Linked DNA regions of Bactrocera dorsalis: region 1 is linked to region 2. The links are chromatin contacts, called in public Hi-C maps. All regions are on one chromosome and are shown on one strand. Each heading gives the region's core, a stretch centred on a gene start, on an enhancer-like site or on the middle of the called end of the contact. The rest is flanking DNA. Distances are from core to core; before and after follow the strand shown.

Region 1 (4,153 bases), core at 206-2,705, 38 kb before region 2:
ATAATAGGGTGAGAGTCTACATGTTAACATGAACCTATAAATTCTATAGCTTTTTTGAATCCCAAGGGATATTTGTTCGGGTATTTGCTCACATTAACCCGTAAGTTCGTTGTTAGTGTTTTTGGTTTCCACTAAGGCATAGTTCCAACATAAGATAAGAGGATATTTTTTGTCTGTTTGCAGGGATATTTTTTTTTTACATATTTTTTCCGGTCTTACGGCTAAATTCGATATCAAACAAAAAATACAAGTATATTTTTTTTATTGCAGGGATATTTTTGCACTTTAACCTATTAAACTGATATTAGGGATATTTTTTTATTTGCATATTTTTTCCTGTCTATCAGAGAGAGATAAAATTCAAGTATATTTTTTTTATTTGCATATTTTTTGCGCTTTAATCCAAACAATTTTTTACTTACTCTTTTTCAACACCCTCATGCATAGCCTCTACATAAAATTCAAGTATATTTTTTTTTAATTTCAGCAAGGATATTTTGTTTTTTTGCGTATTTTTTTTGCACTTTAACCAACAAATTCCAAATTACCCTTTTTGGCGCACCCTAATGTGTTGGTCCAATATAGTTTCAAGTTATAACTGGGATGAATCTCTCTTTCTCTTTATATAGGCTCATTTTAATACACAAATTAAATATTAACTTTTTTTATTGCACACCCTAATGTACCCCACATAGTTTTAAGTGACAACTGGGTGCATGAAATACCCGAAAGTTAGTTAATATCCAATTTTAAAGTATTAAATGCAAAATGGCGCGCAGTAATAATTAAAATTTCATCAATTTTCTAACGTTTACCAATTGTAACAACCTCTATCATTAAGTTGCATAATGATAAAATACTTTTACCAAATACAAATTATTCACGTGAAGCGATTCGTGCGCCAACAGAAGTTTGGAAAGAAATGCGGTCAATGAATGTGGTCAAAATAGAGTACTTTGAGGCACTTGAGCAACACGTGCAACCTCGTTTTTACACTTCCCTTGAATAAACGTAGAAAAAACACACACTTACATATGTACATCAATGCATATGTACATATGTACATATGTATGTAGGTGTGAAAACAAATCAGCAGTTAATGTGAATGAAATTTCGAGAAATAAAAAAATACAAACGAAACAAAGTGGCTTTTGAGCTTGTTCACTAATGGAGCGCGCCTAAGCAACCTTATATGCACGGGCATTTATTTTGTTGTTGTTGATAATTGTATGTTTTTGCTTTTACAAATTTACATTTTATTTTCAAATTGCGCCATTCTTCCAAAACAACTACACACACGCACACACACACATTTCGTTATTGAAGTGCATAAATGCAAGCGAATGAAAGCAAAATTCAAAGCTCGCCACCAGCTCGCGACGAACAACAAGTATGCTCCCCTCTCTATAAAATACGTTTTCGAAATATTCACCTCCTTAGTGCACCATATTCATTCACTTTTCGCTTTGAAACGATCGTGTTATCATTGTGCTGTGTGTTGAGTCGACGAAAGGTGTTGGCAGGGAGGGAGCGAGACACCATAGTAGAAAGCTAACGAAAAGTTCAATGAATTTATTTACTACTCGTAATTTGTGAGTAGCGCCGCCAATCACAAGAACAAAAACAAAAACAACACAAACTTATATAACAACAAGGGAGAAGCATGAAGAAAAGCAAATGATTATTGAAACAACATAAGAAAAAATAAAAACAAATTATAATAAAATCAACAATCAATCGTTTAATGACTTAGCCCCATTCGTTTATTTATTACGACTTCTGAAGTGTTACAACAATGAACCCATGAGCCGGTGTGGTTTGCGAGAGAGTTCCTCTTCTTTTCACATATAGTCAGATATGTAAACATATATACATAAGTATATGTATGTATAGTGATTCATGTCATTATTACGTGATTCGAAACTTTTTGTGGTACTCTGTCCAGCCGCAAAACTTCTCGAATTTTTTATAAAAAAAAATAATTAGATTTTTATAAATAGTAGATTAAAATAAGGCAATTATTCAATAAAAAAAAAAAATAATAACTCCACAAGTTAGCTGAAGCCACCTAGACAGCATAGGATTGCCGGTTCCATAGAAATAGTCCGCCTACAGTTATATCGATAAATGTAAAGCTGACCAGTTGACAAGGAAAGCCGCGCTATCAGTAGAATGAGAGCATGATGGTGCTTCCCTCTTGTTGTGTCTTCTACAACTGGATAGCTGGGCTTCGCGGGATCTTGGTCAACGCTGGGCCACCATCGGTTCAAGCGCTGTCACAAGATCATTTTGGCCTATGATCGATCGTAAGAGATCTGAAAGCTTTTAACCTTCAGTAAGGTTAGCCTTTCCCTAGTTGTATGGGTTCCAGCCGGCCATTGCCCTACCATCGTCCATGCTGTTGATAATCTTACTGGATGCCAGCTGCAGAAGCTGTATGGAAAAAGACGAGGTGAAAACGTCTCAGCACTTCCTTTGCTGACTTATAAGATCGACTAGAGGAGTTCTGCTTTTATGGCATTACAACCGTCCAAATGCGATCTCCGGGTCAGCCATCGAACTTAACCTAGCCTAATCTAATATGTCGATAAGTCTGAATCATTGCTGCTTTCGGACGCTAGTCAAAAATTTGGATATGACAGTTTCTGATAAAATGATACTGGGCTTTATTTGAGAGGTTATACCAGAATAAGTTGGGGGCTAGATTACACAGAGAGATCACTTTAGCTTCGATAGAAAAAGTGCGGTTTCGATGCGGTCGGACCAAAGGCAGACGAGGTTAAGTGAATGCATTTAAGGGTGCTTGCAAAGACGTGGTTGGTGTTATGCCACGACTCTTTGCAAGCAGTATTAGTATATTGTCGGTGTATATTTTGGATAGTTATGAGTATATCCTGCTATAGTATACAGAAAGTAGTTGCGCCTGCTTAACCTTGGAGCTCACGGACGGCGATGGCTAGAGTTTCCAATTGAAGGACGCCAATTGCGGGGGAGAGTCGATGAAAGTGTTAAAAGGTCCGATATGATTGGATTTCAGTACACGTCTGAAGTTGATGGCGTGTGAAATTTAGTCGGTATATTTTTGAAGTTGGTCGACATATTGTAGGAATGTTTGTTTTGATGTTCCTAGGAGGCGGTAGCGCTTCAAGCAAACGACTGCACTGATGATTTCAGTGAAAACATTATATCTCCGCAGAAACTGTTCGGATAGGAGTGCATTATGTTCCTAAACCAGAAGCATGCGGACCTTACTGTATAGGTGTATGAAGGGGTAGATCAGGAGACATTCTGTGATAGTTCGGACGGCAGTAATTTGACTTTTATGTATCTTATTTAGCTGCTTTCTGCTGTATTCAGGTGATCTTATTACGGCTGCGTAATTAACGTCATTAACAAAAATGCTGAGGTCTTTGAATGACCATTAAGAAGTTGGTGAATAAGGTCGCTGTGGATTCAGTAAGAGAATGTTTTAGGCTTAGTGTAGTGAAGGAGTTAGCAAAGCCAAGGAGATATGACTACCCTTGGTATAGCTAATACCATTTTTTGAGAAGCTTTTTGGTAGCAGAGTGACTTTCCACAACTCAATGCATTTAAGATTTGAACCCACTTCTTAACGAATGGTAGACATGCTCCCAAAGCGTTCGGTTACTGCGATTATAATATATTTCCACACATAAAATATAATTTGTATTATTCAGTCAATGTTAAAGAAATGTGTATGAAAAGTATAGATATTCATATAATCTATGCATTAAATATGTATATACATACACACAATTAGTTAAAGAATTTGCGTTGCTACTATGCTATCATTTGGAAGAATTTATTTTTATTAAATGACATTTTTTCTTTATCACGTATTATGCATGTCGCAAATAGCATATCACTGCAAAGTGATGATGAGACGGTGGCGGACATAAGGACAATTGCGTTTTGCTATTATCAACTATCAGCGAAAATAACCGAGCAACTCAAGCATTCCACATATTAACAACAGTAAAAAAAGATAGTAGGAAGAGGTTCATTGGTATCTACAATGTAGATAATTATATACAATTCAAGCAATAACAACAATGCGCCACATAATGGCGATTGCGGTTACGTATATATATTCTTAAAAAAATGCTTTGCGGTGAGGTAGAGATATTAGCAG
Region 2 (4,314 bases), core at 1,426-3,925:
ATGGCACATAAATTTCGAACGGAAATAGCGATAAAAGAGCAACAACGACTTTATTTTGATTTGATATAAAATTGTGTTTATATTTCTATCGTTACTGTAATGTAAACTTTTGTTCTGAAGCAAGTGTCTTCAAGCTTGCATATAAGTAGGCGATTGTAAATATACATATACTCTTTCAGACCTACATACATACATATTCAGTTTGAGGTTGGGGAAATGGAAGTAAACGGAAACTGATATACGATCGGTAGATTTATTTGAAATCAAAATAAAGTTGTGCAATTGTTTATATGCATATGAAAAATAATTTTCCATTGTTATTTCCAGCTGTTATGCGGGTTTAAACAGAATACGCAGTGCAAAATGTGGTTCTCGGATTGACACCTCTAAATTGTAAAACAGAAGTGATCAAAATAAGAGATGAGTCAAACGGACTGACAATAAAATTAATGAATCATATAATTTAAGTTTGGAATTAAACATAAATTCAACCATATGAACGGTAGTTTCATGAAGTCAAAAATCTCATAAACAATAATAAAAACCATATGATAACTTATCAACTACAAAAATGCTTCTATTATATATTTTTTATGATACAATGGCATTTATTTAAGTAAACAACTCAAGAATGGAAATTTGGTTCACTACTTGCTCATCGAATGCATAATATGTGCATCAGTTTGTTGATAAATTTATATGTGTTTCAACAGGAGAGATAGTACAAGTTGTACAAGTTCCATACGAAAAAAGCCGCTACCAGTAAGGATGACTGGCTGGCTGGAGGCGGTTAGTAGTCAGCCATGAAAGAGGCAAAAGGAAAGTGAAAAAGTGAATCAACATTTTAACAGCACAGCCACCACGACCGCAACCACGAAGACACAACGAAACAGCCGAATGAAGCAAATGCAGACAAACCAGAAATGAAAGTGCGAAGCGCAAGAGTGATAAAAGTACAAGAAGAGAAAATTCGTTGCCATTGCTTTAGATGTCGGAAAAATGCTGCTGCGCTGCTGTGGCGCTACTATTTACCGATTACAAAGCCAGCCACTGGAGGAAAGCAAAATGGATTGGAATGCAAAAATTCTTTTCGACATTTTCGTTGTATCTTTCGAGGGCGAAAACCCGACATATTGGCTTGCAGGCATATGCGGTTGGAACACTTAGGCAAACGAGAAAATGTCATTAAGTACATATAACTATTTGGCTACATATACTATATTTTTTTCTATTAGCGACATTGACACTGATAGTACAATAAGATCCGCTGCATTATTAAAATCAAATTAAGAATGTCTTATGTAAATATATATATAGAATAACCATAGTATTAAAGAATAAGTCCCAACATAAAATAATTGAAACTTCTTGTATGTATTTGTGGCGTAGAAATTCCGGTGTTGACCTTAACGCAGTTGCAAATAGATGATGTAAAATATATTCCTTTTAACCTATCATTTGCATTCTATTTCACTCTATCCTCCATTGTTAAAAACCAATAACTCAAATTCTGCGTTTTTCAACGCTTTGAACTAGGTTTTGTAAATATTTATTTGTTTCGCATACTTATTGGCAAACACTTATTTCACATAATCTATCGAAACACAAGCCGCGTGTAATTTAAAATATTCCTTCTTCTGAAACTTAGGTAGAAACATTACAAACAGCACACTATGATTTATTTTACCATAACACGATGGGGTGTTGACGATTTTCGCAATATGTGCACCATGCGTTAGGCAAAAATTTAGTTTTTGTGAAAATTTTGCTTATTTCTTAATTTTTCACATTTTTTTCATTTAATATATCAAGAACCGAACTGTGAAATAAGCAAATAACAGAAACAAAAAAACGGCAGCGTTGCCGCAGCACCAAACTATTCTCGGATCATTCGGTTCATAACCAAAGTCAGCAGGCGACTACACACAATCACATCGATTTGTTGCATTAATTTACTAAACATTTTACTTATTTGCAAACACGACATACACATAAAAAACACTGCGAGTTGTTAATTAATGCAACGGTTAACACTTTTCAGCTATTAACACCTTTCTACACTATTATTTTCGAGTGTAATTTAGTGAAACTTTTCGCGAAAATTTCATTTTTGCCAATAGAATCGACGACGTAGTGTGGAATGACACACGGCAAAAAATTTGACATTTGTAGCAGCGCTGCGTAATCAAAACGATGAGAGCAATCGTCGTCGCTGTAGTCGCCGCCGCTGCGGACGAACGGAGAATCAACGAATAGTGAACACACAAACGGAAGATAAAGTAGTAGCGCATAAAGAACGTAGTATGTAATAACAACAACAACAAAATAACGCCAGAAATATACGAAGAGCGCGTTAACACAGCGCCGCTGCAGCAGCGGCTATGTGCGCGCACACACGCACACAAACAGCCACAAAGAAATATACTTCGGCTAGCCAAACGCAGCTGAGCCTTTAATATTCGCTATTATACACAAATTACAAGCATAGCTTTAGCACAGCGCATGAGCTTATATATCACGAAAATTAGACATACTTTATTTTGCACAATTTATATTGTTTAAACGCTGCGTAAATTCACATTTCACTTCCACAAACCCTTTTTCACAACGAACTGAACTGACGACTGCGAACGAACGAGCTAATGTACGAATGTCAGAAACTTGACAGATACAAAAATGTCAAGATATGCACAAAGCGGAACACGAAAGTGAAAAGGAAAACGAAAGAATGCGGTATTTGGGAAACAAAACTAGAGGATTTCAGCTTAACAGAGGAGTTTGTGATAATGTTTTGCCGGCAGATGTCGCACGCTTATCAGCAGATGTCGCTTCGGAAATATTAATTGAGGCATTTAAAGTAGGGTTGTAATCTTTGCTGAGACAGTATTTACTGTTTTTTTTTCGAAATATGCACAACCGCTTTTCATTTGTGGGCGGCAAAAGAAGGCTCTACTGTTTTGTTTTTATGAATGAAAAAGAAAATAACAATTATATAACACATATAGTTTAATGCTATAGCCAAGGATTTTGCTTTATTATAAAGATAGAAGTTTGACATTATATAGTAAAAGTCATTTCGAGCCAGTGATTCCCGCAGTTGGCTCGAATGATTTCCAGCTAAGAAGCTCAATTTTCGACCACTTTTTACATTAACTGGTACATATCGTGCCGAATATTCTCATCCATGGGGTCAATTGACACGGGCTTATCTCCGTAGTCAGCAAATACACATAACTCCATAAAAATGTTAAAGCGCACGATCTTGTAGGCCAAGCCATAGCCCAACAACGCAAGATAATGCGCTTTCCAAAAGTTTCCTTTAATAAATTAATAGTTTCGTTCACTGTATGATATATAGCGCCGTCTTGTTGGAACCAAAGGTCGTCCAGATCAACATCCTCAAATTTAGATAGGAAAAAGTTATGAGTCATGGCTCTATAGCGTTCCCCATTGACTGTAACAACATGGCCGGCTTGATTCTTTGCTAAAGCCAGGCTCTTTTTCATCTGATCTTTCCAACGAAGTGGACGTCTTCTTCTTCCTCTGCTTCTTCCGGCGGGTACTCCGTGAAACACTCTCAGAGCCGGAGTGTTTTCATCCATTCATTTTCTGAACTAAAGGGTGGTTGCTCTAGCCAATGATATCAAAATAATTGGCGTAAACCAGCAGTTGTACACTTTTATAGAAGATTGTACCTTCTCTATTCAGCTCTGCAGTTCGAATTATTTTCTCCAGCAGCAGATTGAAGAAGTCGCACGATAGGGAGTCGCCATGTCTGAAACTTAGTTTGGTATCGAAGGGCTCGCAGAGGTCCTTCTCTATCCTGAAGAAGCTTTTGGTATTGTTCAACGTCAGTTTACACTTTTCGTGCTCTCAAAAGCAGCTTTGAAATCAACGAAGAGGTGCTCTTCGTCGCCGCATTTATATAGCTCGGCAGCTAATCCATCAGCCTCCGCCACTTTGCTGCTTTTCAGACGGCTAATTGCTATTCGAACTTCTTCTTGGTCGGGCAATGGAACGTCGACTCCATCGTCATCGATTGTGGAATCGAAAAAAGTATTGCCTTATTGAAAACCAGAAGGGTTGATTCTTCAACCCTTTATCAATAATATTTTGTATTTCACATCATTTCTGTTCAAAGTTCATGCAGATCAAAAGGTTTAAAAAAATTACGAAAATTTTGAACTTTAACTTTTCTTAGCGCCACACTCCCATGATATCTCATGCAATGTTATATTACTCTCTGCGAACTAATGACACAAGTAGCTTTATAGTTTATTCAGAATCTTCTGTAAACAATGCTTCTTGCTTATC

The links. A called contact is a pair of places that touch in the nucleus more often than the background predicts.
Region 1: a Hi-C map of whole body shows a contact between it and region 2, with 5 times the contacts expected there. The contact joins the enhancer-like site here to the promoter of LOC105231143 in region 2. A contact is called at or near these places in 2 of 2 Hi-C or Micro-C datasets (both in whole body).

The regions. Positions count from the first base shown.
Region 1 is chr1:102,087,688-102,091,840 of ASM2337382v1, reverse strand. The region is part of intron 3 of LOC105231143 (protein bunched, class 2/F/G isoform); the gene reads right to left. Among protein-coding and RNA genes, the nearest start is that of LOC105231143, 37 kb to the right of the region's middle. Within about 2 kb of position 1,455, the one cell type or tissue checked has open chromatin away from gene starts, as enhancers often do.
Region 2 is chr1:102,050,768-102,055,081 of ASM2337382v1, reverse strand. It overlaps LOC105231143 (protein bunched, class 2/F/G isoform), which reads right to left and starts at 2,675. Exons shown (of 6, transcript XM_019992051.3): 1 at 2,535-2,675.